Regions from separate parts of the Gossypium hirsutum genome. Here region 1 is linked to region 2. Evidence: chromatin contacts called from public Hi-C data. All regions are on one chromosome and are shown on one strand. The core of a region is the stretch at or near the end of the contact, and the rest is flanking DNA. Distances in the headings are between cores, read along the strand shown.

What was found. Hi-C and Micro-C count contacts between places; a contact is called where the count stands out from the background.
Region 1: a Hi-C map of leaf shows a contact between it and region 2, with 2.1 times the contacts expected there. The contact joins the enhancer-like site here to the promoter of LOC107897244 in region 2. A contact is called at or near these places in 5 of 34 Hi-C or Micro-C datasets (callus, hypocotyl, leaf and 1 more).

Annotation. Positions count from the first base shown.
Region 1 is chrA10:13,052,116-13,056,808 of Gossypium_hirsutum_v2.1, forward strand. LOC107897249 (a long non-coding RNA gene) reads right to left here and starts at 376. Exons shown (of 2, transcript XR_001684084.2): 1 at 1-376. Within about 2 kb of position 3,011, at least 7 of the 9 cell types and tissues checked have an H3K27ac peak or open chromatin away from gene starts, as enhancers often do. A contact at or near this core is called in leaf, where this site is marked.
Region 2 is chrA10:12,894,005-12,898,745 of Gossypium_hirsutum_v2.1, forward strand. LOC107897244 (heat shock 70 kDa protein 14) reads right to left here and starts at 1,588. Exons shown (of 10, transcript XM_016822625.2): 1 at 1,258-1,588; 2 at 1-171. The coding sequence starts at 126. It overlaps LOC121209041 (U1 spliceosomal RNA), which reads left to right and starts at 4,169; the gene lies at 4,169-4,329.

The DNA of each region.
Region 1 (4,693 bases), core at 1,761-4,260, 160 kb after region 2:
ACTTTAAATGGAAAATTTGCGCGACCAGTCCCTCCCATTTGCGCCACCCTTAATTTAATCTTATCCTATTTCTTGCATTTCTGCCTTGAAGTTTGAGCGCTATTCCAATTCAGTCCGCGCCTGAGTGTTTTTTTTTTGGAGTTGGGAACATTTTCACTTTTAGCCCTCATGCATTCACGCGCATTGTATTTTAGTCCTTATGATAGTTTCATTGATTTATTTTATTTATTAATTATCTCTGTTAGTTTAATTTTATTTCAATTAAGTTTTTTTTTTCCATTTCAATTTGTATAATTCATTATTTCTTTTATAACATTCATTTAGTGTTTATCTCTTAATTTTTTTTACACATTTTAAATTACTTTCATAAATTACTTTGTTTTTATTATATAAGTATTATTTTAAAATCACCTTTTATATATCATATTGTTTTAAAATTTTGTACAATATTTAATTTAAATTAACTATATATATAATTTATATTAAAAATAGTTTTATTTTATAAACATTATTAATTCTATGTTATTATATATATATAATTTCTTTTAAATCTGCTTATTTGCATCTCCTTTTAAATTTATTATGTATGTAATTTATTCTTGAAAAAAACATATTTTATTATTTCTTTGTTATTTAGGATTCTTTCATGTATATATAGTTTTATTATATATTGGCTTGTTATTCTTTTATGTATATTGTTTATTCCTTATTTTTATTATATCTTCATTATATATATTGTTTACATCGATTTTTTATTATTGTATGTATATTATCACCTTCAAATAGATATGTATTGTTTTTAAAATATTTTTGTATGATATTTGCTCCGAATTTCTTCTTTCACAATATTTTTATTTTAATATCCATTTACATATTTTTAAGTTTTATTTTTATATATGTAAACCATTTCAAACCCTAGCATGCATTATTTATTTGTAAGTTTTTCATATAGTTTTTAAATTGTTGTGTATTATATTGGCTCTCAGTGTCCATATTGCTCTGTATATTATGTGTTGCGTTTTATTTTTCATATTATTTTATATATTATGTTTGTATATTGTCAATCAGTCTTTTGTACTATTACTTCAATTTCTGTTCATCTATGTTCGAAACTTGTTATATTTTATTCTAATTTATTAACGTTGGATGTGAGCACATTGTTTTTGTATGTTCGTAATTTTTTTTTCTTTTCATGACTATAATATTTTCACTCATTAGAAGGATATATTACTCGTGTATATTGTCCAATGTTCGTAATTTTTCCTTTTGTTTATTTTCACTTTTTGTTTTCAAGTTAATTATTCCCTTTTATTTCAAGTAAAATTAAGGCGTTTTGAGATAGTTCACAATGGTTTATTTTAAAAAAAGATTCAAATAAGGCAATGTTCAATATTTGGAAATTCGAAGAATCGTACCCTACCGTGCTGGGTTTCGATTTTTTGTTGGACTAAATATCTGGATATCCCTTTATAATTTTTAACCTTTTGGGAGTCAAAAAATCAATTGTGTCTTCAAAGGTACGAAGAATCGTGTCCAATCATGCTGGATGTGATGCTGCATACCTTTGAAACGAAAGAGTTTTGATGACCAGCTTACACCATTCAAACATTTTAATAAGAACCATATTTCAAGATTTCTTTTCTAAAATTTTAAACATAAGGACAACATGTGATCAATCTGGTACAAGTTTTTTGGGCGTAGTGAAGGTGCTAACCCTTCCTCCTACGTAATCGGCTCCTGAACCCATTTTATTTTATTTTTTACATAGATTAAAAATGTTTTAAGCTAAATGTCTTATCAGGTGATCAAATCTCACCTAAACAAAAAGATTGGTGGCGACTCCACATGTTGTTTAAAAGTCGATTTCTTTTTTTTCCCTTGAAATGAAAAACGGTTTCGACAATTTTATTCAAAAGTTTTCAAAATAAGGCAATACTCGGTATTTGGCATGTTCGAGAAAATTGTGCCCTAATTTACTAGGTTTCAATTTTCCTCGTTTAATTTAAGTAACCGGGTACCCTTTTTCAATCAAAACGTATAAGTTTCAAATAAAAGCTTATTCTTAGGAATTTGAGGTGTTGTGTCTTAACTTACTGGATATGACACTTTGTATCCCGAGATAAGGATTTCTAAAAAATAAGAAAATATTTCATGTTTGGAAATTCGAGAAATCGTGCCCAATCGTGCTGGGTTTCGATTTTTCGTTCAACCGAATAACTGAATATCCTTTTGAAATTTCGTCCATGTTCTCTTAAATTAAAACGAGGCAATATTTTGTGTTTGGAAATTTGAGAAATCGTGCCAATCGTGCTGGGTTTCGACTTATCGTTTGACTAGATAGCCAAATATCCTTTTGAAATTTTAAATGCATGAGTTTTGGAAATTATAAGATGATCTTGTATCGAGGGTTTGAAATGTTGTGTCCTATCGTGCTGGATATGATATTTTATTCCTTCTAAGTGAGAGAATCTCAATATCCAATTCAAGTTATCCAAACATTTTAAAGGAATTGTATTTTAAAATCTTTTTCAAATTTTCAACATTAGGACGTTAATTGATCAATACGGTACCAATTTTGGGCGTTGCGAGGGTGCTAATCCTTCCTCGCGCGTAACTGACTCCCAAATCCATTTTTTAGTTTTTCGTAGACCAAAAATGTTGTTTTAATAAACCGAAATGCTTTATTAAAATGATTGATCACAAGGTGACCCGATCACACCTAAACAAAAAGGATTGGGGGCAACTCCATTTTCATTTTAAAGTCAACCTCCGTTTTTCAAAATAAAAATGGTTTCGACGCTGGGGACTTGAAAGGAAAGCAGAAGCAAATAACTCAGGATAGTCCCAATCTCAATAGGTATAATAGATTGGAGGAAGATTTGATGGATGCTGGGCCTTGTATTTTAAAATCGGTGGATCCAATTTTTAATGGGATAGTGGGACGAAAGTCTGCTGATGAGGATTCGGGCCTTGGAGTAGCTAGGTTATCTGCTAGTAAGCAGATTTTTGACCCATTAATAATTAATCAATTACAAGTCACCAAGCAGGCGGGCCCTAATGCCATGGATTCGAACACTATGTCTACCGAACCAGGGAGCATTTTAACGCCTATTTCCATTCCTGAGTCTAGTCCTTCAGTTTGCATTAGTTCCAGTAAAATACAATTTTCTAGTCCTATCTCAATTCCTGTTAATTCCACGCATATTAATCCTATTTTTGTTGAACAGGAGCAGATTTTAAATGGGGATTCAGCTTTGATTTCTAGGCCTGTTTCTTTAGAGCTAGAACTAATAGAAGTCCAGGATGTTAATTCCCAGGATAGATTAAAAGTCCCTAAACATACTGCTGTTTCTTTTAAGGTTAAAGGGTCAGTTGATGGTGCCAATTTGGGTAAGGTCTCTCCATTAAAGTCGGTTGGTAGTAAAATTCGAATTACTGGGAAATTAATGGGGAGTAAAGAAGGGGGGGTTCAGGGCCACCAGGAAAATTAATAAAATCCCTTATGGGAAAGGCATTAGTTATAAAAATAAAAATTCCTCAAAAGTTTCTTTGAGTAATTCTATGTCCAAGTTGGCCCAGTCTGTTTCCACTATTCAGAGCTCTAACCCGGATGTAGGTGATAGACGAGAGGATAATAGCAATTAATTTTTTTCTTATTTTTCTAGTTTGGTTGTTATTGTGGCTTTTTTCTTTTTTGGTTTTTTTTCCTTTTGCTTTATTATCATATTCTTATGGATACTAAACTTACAATTTTTTCTTGGAACTGCCAAGGCTGTACGAGCAGTAAATTTCTTTGTGCTTTTCGGGAGTATTATTTAGAATATAATCTTGACATTGTGTGTCTTTTGGATCTGAGAGTCAGCGGTAAAAAAGCTTATTCTATCATTGAAAAATTAGGTTTTGATTTTTATCACCGCATTGAGTCTGTTGGTTTTTCAGGTGGCATTTGGGTTGGATGGAAGAATCATTTATCCATTGATATTATTCATAATCATCCTCAATTCATGCTTTTATGTAACACCCCAAACCCGGCCCAGACGTTATGGCCAGATCCGACATGCCACATCAAACCGTTCAAAACATTTTATATTGTTGATCCAGAAAAACTTACTTAGTGTTTTAAAAGATAATTTCATTATAGGTTAAAGTGAATGGAAGCTGTGCACCAGGTAGGAAACCACAATACATCGCCTTCCCATAAGAGAAGATTGCAAGCCAGTACAGCAGAAACTTCAAAGAATGAGGCCAGGTATTATCTTAAAGATAAATGAGGAAGTCAAAAAGTAATTTGATGTGGGATTCTTTCAGGTGATCAAGTACTCAGAATGGGTAGCCAATGTTGTGCTTGTTCTCAAGAAAGACGGTAAGGTACGAATGTGTGGGATTATAAAGATCTAAATAAGGCTAGCCCAAAGACAATTTCCCCTTGCCTCACATTGATACGCTAGTGGAAAATACGGGTTGTTACTCGTTGTTTTCCTTCATGGATGGCTTCTCAGGGTACAATCAGATAAGGATGCATCCTGAGGACATGGGAAAGACTACTTTCATAACCTTGTGGGGCACGTTCTGTTACAAAGTGATGCCATTTGGACTAAAGAATGCTGGAGCAATATATCAAAGGGCCATGGTAACCTTATTTCATGATATGATGCACAAGGAGATTGAAGTCTAAGTTGATGATATGATAGCC
Region 2 (4,741 bases), core at 338-2,837:
CCCAAAGCAAACAATAGCTGGAGTTTCGCGCTTTGATTCATCATTAAGCACGACATCAATCCCTCTCTGCCTCGCAACTGCAACAATGCAGCTCTCATTGCCGAAATCAAACCCAACAACGCTCATCTTAAACAGAAATTACACAAATTTACTTTATAAAATAAGATTAACCTGGCATCCAACAAAACAAAAAGAAATTAGATTATATATAAGTACTTAACCAGGAAAGCAAAAAAAATTTAAAAAAATCATAATCACGTTTTGAATCTAGCCAACTGGAGTACCGTGCAATCATAAGTATTAAAGTGGCAAAAATTCATAATCACTATTTTAGGAATCTAGCTACTGGAGCACCATACTTTGCACATTAAATAAATAACACATTGCATCAACCAAGGTGATATCAATACGTTATGGGCAACAAGTTGCTGCTCAATATTCCATGTCAACTTCCATGGACTTGAACACATAATACCATTGATATAACAAAGATCATAACAATATTCAATAAACATTCCTCCTTATGTTCCCATTTAAAGACTCTTATTACATTAAAAAAAATCTTTAATATAAATAACAATATCCAATATACATCCCCCCTTATGTTCTCATTTAAAGACTCAAAAGCGCTTCATGAGTTGATCATTCACACAAGAACACAGGCCAAATAACTAGATAAGGGTCAGAGGCAAGTGTAAGGGCTAAACAAATGCAAGCGGATATATAATGCAACTCAAATCAAAATGAAAACACTTCAGTTAAAGGTTAAAAAACCAAGTAGTTCACATACATAAATCAAACCATTGGAAACAAACCCTAAAAACCTTTACAATCAGATATCAACCCAAAATGAACACTCCTTCAAATAAAATTAATAAGAAATGGGAACTCTTTGCAATGACCAAATCGAAATCGCATTCAAATAAACCTAAAACAACTAATTGTAACTTCAAAATAAATTCCAACGATGAAAACACGTCGAATCATAATAATAAATTCACAAAATATAAAAATAAGTTAATTTTTCCCCAAACGAATCGAAAAAATAGAAATCAAATAAGGAAATTACTTGATTCTGTACAAACAGCTAAATCTAAAGAGAAGCAAAAATCAATGCGAAAAAAAAAACATCGACCGACGTGCTGAATATAAAACAAAACAGATCTAAGTTCATGACGGAGAAATAAATGCAACAACGACAATTAAAAAAGAAATCGAAAGAAGAAAAGCACAAAGAGCCAAGGGCGGCGATCTTACCCTTGGAAAGGAAAATTGAGGCGAAAGCAGTTCAGCAAATTTCTTTTCAAAAAGACCTCTCTCTTTATTTGGTGTTATGTTCTTGTACGTTCGCGAGAGATAGCATACGAAAACAACCTCACACTCACAGAAGCGAAACAGAGAGTTTTTTTTTTTTTTGCGGGTGGGGGGGGGGGAGCGAGGGGGCTTTTATTTACGAGGGTTTGTGTGGAATTTTCGATTTAATAATTTATTAAAAAAGTTTTGATTTGGAAGGAGTTATGGAATGGAATTGAGTGGTGTCCATCCACGACTAGAGGTGTCTAGAGATACCGTGGCTTCTAGAAAGATCTCCCCGGGAGAAAGTCTTCGGAATTCTTTAGGTTTTTGGTGAGTTCATGGGTTGGGCTTTCATTTGGGATTCTGATTTTTCCCAAATGGAGGCCTTTTTTTTATGAACTGATATCTAAGTATTTTTCATTTTCAGTGATTATATTGTATATGATTTTAGGCGATTAATTTATAATTAATTTTTAAATAAGATATTTTTAATTATTATAATTAATTTTTAATTTATTTTTTAAATATAATCGAAATATATTAATTTATTTAACAATTCAAATATAGTAAAAAGAAATTTGTAAGTATCATATTAGAAAATTGATATTTTGTAGATCAATAAATTTTTAATAATATTAAAATATCTCAAATCATAATTAAAACATACATCAATATATAATACGATTTTACTTCATGTAATCATTATTTAAAATAATAACTGATAAACACTATTAAAATATATTAATTATTTTATTAATTATTTTGATAACGAGACATAGTAATAATAAAAAATTCCTATTATTGAAGCATTTGTAGAAACAATAAAATATATGATATATTGTAAAATAAATTATTTACTATTCAATTTTTATTTTTATTTTCTTAATAGGCAATAAATTGATTAAAATAATTTGTAAACGATATATAAGAGGAGGGATCTATTTACACTTTTAAACCCTTTTGCATGTTTTTGTACAATTAATATTTTAAAGATTCAACTGTTAAATTTATCGATATAATTTTACTTGTTATGTATATAAATTTTTTAACTAATTTGATATCTCTATCATATCGATCTAAAAAAGTGTCAATATTAATACTTATTGAATGAATTAATTTTTTTAATTTAAAATAAACAGTTCAAAATTTTTAATTTACACCAAATTTGACATGCATGATCTATATAAATAAAATATGAAATATGAGGCTGGATCATTAAAATATTAATCATACAAAAATATACAACAGAGTGTAAAATTATTTTAGTTTTACTCCGGTTATAAAAATACGTCAACTTTTATTTCAATTATAATTATTTTAATTAAAAAATATAATAAATGTAAATTAAATTAATAATTATTTTTAAATATTCAATTATCTCAAATTCTATTGAATTATAATTATTGTTAAGTATATAATTATTATAAATTTTATTTTATGTCAATTTTTAATTAATAATTATAATTATTTTAAAAGTCAATTTAGTAATATGATAAAAAATAGAGGGTATTCTTTTCGAATCAAAATTTTTTTAAGCTCGTGCTTTTAAATAAATAATAAATTATAGATAGATATAAATAGATTATAAATTAAAAATTATTGTGTTGTATCTCAAATTATTAGATCTAACCATTACTTGTTTTTATCATTTTAAACTAATGGCTCTAAAGAGAGAAATATGCTTTGAGGCATTCATTTTTTTTTTCAAAAAAAGTGAAGATGTGAATTTTAGTAATTTAATGATTAAGCTATAAAATAAAAAGAGTGATCGTGAATTATTACAAAATAAAAGAGTGACTGTTATTATAACTAGCAGTTGTTTTTTGGCCGATTAATTAAATAATATTTAATTTTTTTTTATAAATTTTGTAATACGAAATTAAAATTTAATAACATATAAATTTAATTTTGAAAACATAATAAGATTTAATTTAAATAAACAATATTTTGGAATTATTTTTAAAATATAAACATTATAATAGCATATTGTGCAAAAATTTATTTTTTATATATAGTTTTTAACTTAATTTTATTTATTAGTTAATGGATGTAGATTGCTAATTTAATTTAAATATTCTGGCCATTAAATAATTAATTGTAACATTATTTATATTTTTAAATATCTAATTCAGTTTTAATAGTATATTTAATTTGTAAAAATGGTGATAATTAATTTAAAAAGAATTTTTTAAATAATTTTAAATTTTAGAGTGGCTTATTTTATAAAATTGTTAGTTGAATTATTAAATGTAGACAAATTAGAAGGATTTATTATAAAAATATAACTTACAAAACACAATTAAAAATTATATAAAGAAGATAAAGTGGTTTATGTTGCAATTTTCCCTCCACAAATGCTTACTTTCTTCCTTGTCACATGTAAAATTTTTATAATGTAAACATATTAAAAATTTAAGAATTTTGTAATATATATGAGTTTGAATGGATAAGATGTAATATATAAAAATCAAAGTATTTATTCGATCTATCTGTTTGAATAAAAAACAAACAAATGTTTAATAATTGTGTTTGATTGGAAATCAAATAATTTTTTCTTTAAGTGTTAATGTGTGTGTATATATATATATATATGACAACAATGTGCATACTTTTTATATTTATGGGTATTTTAAATTACTGATATTTAGTATTGAGAAGTATTTAACACATTACTATAAAATTAAGAATAATGTTAATAAAAATAAAACAATATTATTATTGATAGAAATCAAGATTGATTAGAAGCATTGAAAGGTAAAAATGTTTTAGATCTTTATGCCCCCATTGCAACCTGAATCCCACATTGCTAGCATATGGTAAACAAAACATAAGGAGTGGTGTATAAAGAGAGAGGATAGGGCAACATTAAAACATACTTACCTGGACGGGGTCAATGAGTGATCAGGAAGATTCATGGCCTAGAGTAGTGACCTGCATTGCACTTGGTAGGGGGGCTACTTTAAGGTCTCCCCAAGAGGGAGAACCTACGTCATAATTTGTGGCAGTGGGAGCTTGCGTTCGCGCAGCCCCTATCAATCTTAAGTTTTGAAAACTAATTGGAAGCCATTTGTAGGATATAACTGCTTTTTTGCTTCAAAAGTTGTTATTATGTGCTCTCACCTTATCCAACACCCTTTGGTTTTGTTTGTCATGTGGTAGGGATTTAGGTTCTAAGTTGTGGGCTTAGGTTGTGTTAGGGGCATAAGGTTAATGCTTATAAGCACTAGTTAACATTTTTCAATCTCGATTTTTATCTGTAATAATATTATTTTAATCAATTAACATTGTTCATTTTATAAAGGTGTATTAAATATTTTTCAATATCAAATGTCGGTCTTTTAAAGTGTCAGTAAATATAAAAATTATGTCCATTGTTTCCATATTTAATACAACTCATTTTATTTGGTATTTTTGTAATACCCCGAAAATTTCTATTGTAAGATAT